Linked DNA regions of Mus musculus: region 1 is linked to region 2. Evidence: chromatin contacts called from public HiChIP or PLAC-seq data. All regions are on one chromosome and are shown on one strand. Each heading gives the region's core, a stretch centred on a gene start, on an enhancer-like site or on the middle of the called end of the contact. The rest is flanking DNA. Distances are from core to core; before and after follow the strand shown.

What was found. HiChIP or PLAC-seq counts read pairs in DNA pulled down with a chosen protein or histone mark.
Region 1: a contact with region 2 is called in an H3K27ac HiChIP or PLAC-seq map of oligodendrocyte precursor cells, with 7 times the contacts expected there. The contact joins the promoter of Spry1 here to the enhancer-like site in region 2. A contact is called at or near these places in 9 of 39 promoter capture datasets (the 3T3-L1 cell line, 3T3-L1-derived adipocytes, HPC-7-derived erythroid cells and 5 more), 1 of 15 datasets of contacts at CTCF or cohesin (pro-B cells), 6 of 484 Hi-C or Micro-C datasets (the G1E-ER4 cell line, muscle stem cells, nephron progenitors and 3 more), 2 of 115 datasets of contacts at active chromatin or transcription factors (embryonic stem cells and oligodendrocyte precursor cells) and 1 of 9 other capture datasets (liver).

The regions. Positions count from the first base shown.
Region 1 is chr3:37,638,559-37,641,258 of GRCm38.p6, reverse strand. It overlaps Spry1 (sprouty RTK signaling antagonist 1), which reads right to left and starts at 1,312. Exons shown (of 3, transcript NM_011896.3): 1 at 1,154-1,312; 2 at 451-739.
Region 2 is chr3:37,501,079-37,503,778 of GRCm38.p6, reverse strand. The region is part of intron 14 of Spata5 (spermatogenesis associated 5); the gene reads right to left. Among named protein-coding and RNA genes, the nearest start is that of Spata5, 82 kb to the right of the region's middle. Within about 2 kb of position 1,333, at least 27 of the 459 cell types and tissues checked have an H3K27ac peak or open chromatin away from gene starts, as enhancers often do. A contact at or near this core is called in oligodendrocyte precursor cells, where this site is marked.

The DNA of each region.
Region 1 (2,700 bases), core at 63-2,562, 140 kb before region 2:
TGCCAAGTCTCATCCACAAGAAAGGAAGACGTGGGCACGGCTTGTTTGAGTTATGAAACCCCTAGGCACGGCTTTAATTTGCATTTTACAGGGCATTCCCAAGCAAGTTCGCTCAGGCGGAGCACCTAGGCACCCCGCAACTGTCCAGAGCGAAGCCGGTGCGCACCCGCGGACAGCAGTGTGGGTAGCACCGTCGGGCGCTTGGGCCCCACGCCGAGACCTCAGGGGCACCGAGCCGCGGCAGGTCCGGCCGGATAAAGTTATGAATGAAAACAGCTCGCGGGCGGGAGGAGGCAGCGCCCTCTCCCCGCGTCCCGCGGCACTGCGCTCCGAGCACAGGCGGGCGCTGGGTCCCCAGCGCCATCGGGTGCCGCGCGCTTGGCACGGGCTGCGCGAGGACCGCCAGGACCGCCCGGCCCGCCCCGGCCCGCACCTGCCGCCCGCACTCACCTCGGCCTCCGCGGCGCCGGCCGGGGGCGCCGAGCGGGCGGAGCGCGCGCCGCATCAAGCGCGGCGGGGCGGCCGGGCGCGCATGGCCCGCGCTGCGGCCTCGGCGGCCCCCGGGCAGGGGCGCTTCTCCGCGGTTGGCGGCGGCCGAGGGCGGCTCGGGGACATCCGCCGGGTGCGCGCGGCGCCCGCTCCACAGCACCGTCCCGTCCCGGTCGTCAGGCGCGCGGCCCGGCGTCGTCCCGGGCTCTCGGGTCCCCGCAGGTCCGCGTCCCCGCAGTCGCCACGCCGGCTGCAGACGAGCAGAGACAGAAACACGTGAGTCCCTTGCCAGCCCGGGACGCTGTCCTGCTCGCCGAGATGGACAGCCACGAGCCCCGGACACACACGGCCGTGCACGTTTTGCCCCCACGGAATGCCCCGCAGTCCAAAGCGCGTCCGAGAGACGCGTCTGCGCGAGGCAAGCCCGCACGCAGGGACGGGAAAAGTCAGGTCTGGCACGAGCGCCCGGCGGGTCGGTCCCCAACAATGCGCACAGACACGCGGGTGCGCGGCGGTGCCAGCCCGCGTTCGCACACGCGTAACTCGCTGCCTGGCTACGGAACTCGCTGCAGGGCCGACCGCAAAGCGCCGGGCACAGAGCTAGAGCCAGCTCCGAAAACGTCCAGCTCCTCGAAAATAAAATAAAATAAAGCACCATTCTCACCTGATCTTGCCAGGTCCTCGGCGGGAGGGGAAGGCTCTTACCTAGTGCAGAGCCTGGGGCCGGCCCTCCCGGCACATGCACGCCGCTCGCAGCCGCTCCTTAGCCCGCAGAGCTCTGGCTGCGGGGCCGCCGCAAACCCCTGCGTGCTGAGCACTCGCGCGCGGGCTCCGCAGCATTTCAGCGTCGCCGCCACCTCCACCTCCACGCCGGGACCCGCCCCCGGTGATATCATGTGTCAATCACGCGGGCTGCACGAAAACCCGGAGCAGGATTTCAGCGATCGTGGATGTGGACTCGAGGACGCTCTAACAAAAGTCGATTGCCTGCAGGAGTCCTGCGAGCGCAACTGGGGAGGAGCGGGCATTCCAGGGCCCCTGTCAGTCGTGAGCTGTCAGCCTCCAATTTAAGGGGACTGGTGCAGCCACCCTTAGAGTTGAGTTTAAAAAGAGTTGTGAAGAACATTTAAAAAACAATAACAAACCACCAACAACAACGGAAAAAAAAATGTGTACACCATGACACCGTGCCCCCAGATAAAGGGAAAAGTGCAAAGTTCAGATCATGCGAAATATGAAAGTTTCAGAAAGAACAGTCATTTTTGCAAATGTAATATAATTACACACTAAAGGGTGGGATTTCCTGCTGTGGGGTTTTAGTGATTGCTCCATTTGGTTTGTGATACGATCCCTAAAATTACACGGGGGGAGGGGAAGGGGAGAAAACGGGGCCCAAGTTCTTCCTGCTTTGTAATGTTTGTATAATTTTGTCCAAAACACCAATGCATTTTAAATGAAATAAAATAAGCATAACTCATCAGGAAGTTTTAGCTTTAGCCATATGTCTGTCACGGGGTGGGGGACTTTAGTAAGCTGGGAATGCTTTTTGCGTCTTTACATACTATGGAATTTGGTTATTTATTATATGGACGCTATAGCTCAGGATGTAGTGAAAAGGGCTGTATGTGGAATTAAAAATTCCATAGAGTTTTAAAAATAACCTAAGACCCCCAAAATATTGATAGAAAATATTTTTCCAGGGAATTTTATCAGGAATGGTATTTGATAAACAAAAACTCCATGATCTAAATCACCTGTGAATGTGAGTTAGGATATTTTGGGTTCAAAGTAATTTTTTTTTTAAGTCTTAACAATTGCAGTGAGTTTTTATAAAGTTTTTGTTGTTGTTGGCATAATGCATTTGCAAGCTTTTGAATGTTTTTAGAATTCACGGTTATGTGTGGAATTACATGCAAGGAACCCAGGACACTCCCTATGAAGAAGATCAGCAGTAAGAAAGTGCACTAGAAGGTAATAGAACGTATTAAAAGCCAAGAAGCTGTTTGTTCACCCTTCATGCAAGGGGATGTGTTAAAGTCATATTTTCAAATGTAGAGTTGGTGGGGCTTTTGTGTCTTGTCTATTTTTCACAGATGTAGGAGCATAATGAGGTTTCTCCAGTGGATCTGCTTTTGTTCTTTTTGTGCGTGAAGAGATTTGCAGTGTCAAGTAAGAAATACAGTATCTCATCAGAGTGTGTTATCTGGCTCT
Region 2 (2,700 bases), core at 84-2,583:
AGAGCCTGCCAAATATAGATTATTAAGAATTAATTATGTATTATTTTTATTAATTAAATATAGATTGTTAAGTATTAGCCAGTTAACAAGAATAAGCTGCAGAAGTTTCTATCCTTGTGAGGGAATTGCTCTCAGAGTAAGATTAACATCATTCCACAAATTTCTAACTTGTGGGTGTACTCATAACAACGTGTTTAGCTGCTTATAACAAAGTTTCTTGAAACATTTAAAGTAACTTCTTAAATATAAAAATGCTTACACTATAGCTATATTAGTACTTCCTGATCTGATAAAGAAAATATAGGTATAAGGTAAAATTTCAAATAAATCTTCATTTCTCTACTCCTCAGCTTATTTTGTTGAAGACGGCTCAGTGTTCTTTTATTGAAAATTAATAATTTTCCCTTAGGTACTAGGCTACTAGGCTGTCTAAATCGTACTTTTTAAAATGTTTTACTTTGAAGGTACAACATTCACCACAAAACATATGGTTCAATATCATGGTCCTGTAAGGATACATTATTATTAAAATGAAACTCAAAGCCTATGATTTATTTACTTTTGAAAGTAACTGACACCTTGTCACAGTTCCCTTGCCTTGGAGAGGTTAGCAAGTTATCCAAGTTGAAGACAGGTAAAGAGCAGCCTCTGTCAAGAGTACAGCATGCTCAGGCAGGAACTTTCATCGTACATGAACTAACAGGCTTGATTTCTCATCACAACTCAAGTCAAACAATGAAATGAGCCATTCCAAACCCAGATGCAGGGCCCAGCACTCCAACTGGGTAACCCATGGCAAACACATTCTCAAAGAAATGTTCTAACAGATTGCTTATGTACCAGGCCCTCAGGTGCTCTCAGCTATATCAACTCAGGATCAGTAAAGTTTGTTTAAAATATAAGCTGATAAGTAACAGGCACTGCTATTTTGAACATACAAGCCCCCCCACCCCCACCTCCTGGCTCTCAGATGATGCTCCGGGAAACTGGGCGAAGCCATGTAACTTCCCTCCTGACTTAGTGTGCCACATGCAGTGCTTCTAACAAGACACTGAGGAAGACAATGCCAGCATTGCTTCTATTACAGAGTTACACTTCCTGTTTCAGTCTTGTGTTTCATTCTTATAGAACTGCCAAAGTGTTTCTTGAACAAACAAATCCAATCCTATTTACAACATTCACACATGAAACTATTTGGATTTTTGAAATAATGGTCTTATATGGAAAAATATATGCTTTTCCCTTTTTTTCCCTTTTGTGAAATACTCAGAAAAACTATACACTTTATGGACTCACAACAGCTCCCAAGTACATGTAAGCGGTACTATGTGTTTTAGACAAACAAAGCCTGCTACTCATGCACAGACGAACTGGGGGTGGTGAGATAAATTACCAGCACTTCCAGGCTGAGAAGTGTGGGTTTCTGTAGGTCAGACTGGCTGTCGCCACCAATACTGACAGGAAGAGTTAGTGGAGTGATGCTCTAGAAAAGATGATGGACACAAAGAGCAGCAAAAGAGGGAAACCCTATCCCTAGTGCCCTATTGGCAGGGCTTTATTTTTCTTTCCATAGAGGACTAAGATGCTCGTATGAAAAAGGCATTGTTCATCTTGAATTTTATCAGTTTGATAACCTAGATATAAAACTACATGGACACAGTAAGCATATAATCCTTTTTATATGCACTGTATTTTGAAATATTTACTGCTGATATTCTTTCACTTAGCAAGAATTACTTAAGAGTTAAATCTGCAATTTTTAAGTTAAAGTTTTAAATAATTTATTTTATTGTAAGAAAATTATTAGAAATTTATAATATTGACCTGACAGAGCTTTGTTTTTATAACAGGTTGCATGTAGAGTGTATCTCATCAGTTAAATAACTTTAACAATAGAGATTGTATTCTGAGGATGAAAAGCGAGGTCAAGAAAAAAAGAACAATTTTGATCAAACTTTACAAAATACTCAGCAATTTGCCATATTTATTTGTTTTTTACTTGATTAACTTGAACGAATCAGAGATAGCCTTGTCAAGCACTCATGCATTTGTTTTAGCTTCTTAACTATCTACTCAAGCTATCATATGATGCTTTAGAAATCAGAAGAAAAATAAAGTTACACGCCTTTGGATTCTTTCCTCATTGGCTCTTTAGAAATAACACTGTTATGGGAAACACCCTAAAAGAAGGTGGGAGCAGACGGATAAATAAAGAACATTATTCTGAGCTCAGGTTTTACTCATTTTACTACTTCTACAATTAGCCCGTGGAGCACAAGTCTTACCACAATCATAGAAAGAGATGATTTTGTTTAAATAAAATGCATCAATCATCCACTCTGAATTGAACATTAAAAAATGCCAGCACATCACTCACAAATTCAAATAACTCAGGCTATAATGAAAATGTAACCAAAATTCCCATATATTCTTTATTTCCTCACAGAGGAAAACATCTTTTATAATATGGCTTAACTGAACACAAACTCAAGATATCCTAAAGGAAAGGTACTATAAAACCTATAATGGGGATTTCAGTGAGTTTGTTCTACAGGCCTCCCTCCAAAGTTGCTTCTCTCTCCCAGTCCTGCCATTTCCTATGGTAGCAAGCAGATGACTTAAGTAATTTCAAGATGTTGCTCAATAAAGTCACATGATTCACTAAGTACAGAAAACTCTTTCTTTGCCCAAGGAAGAGGG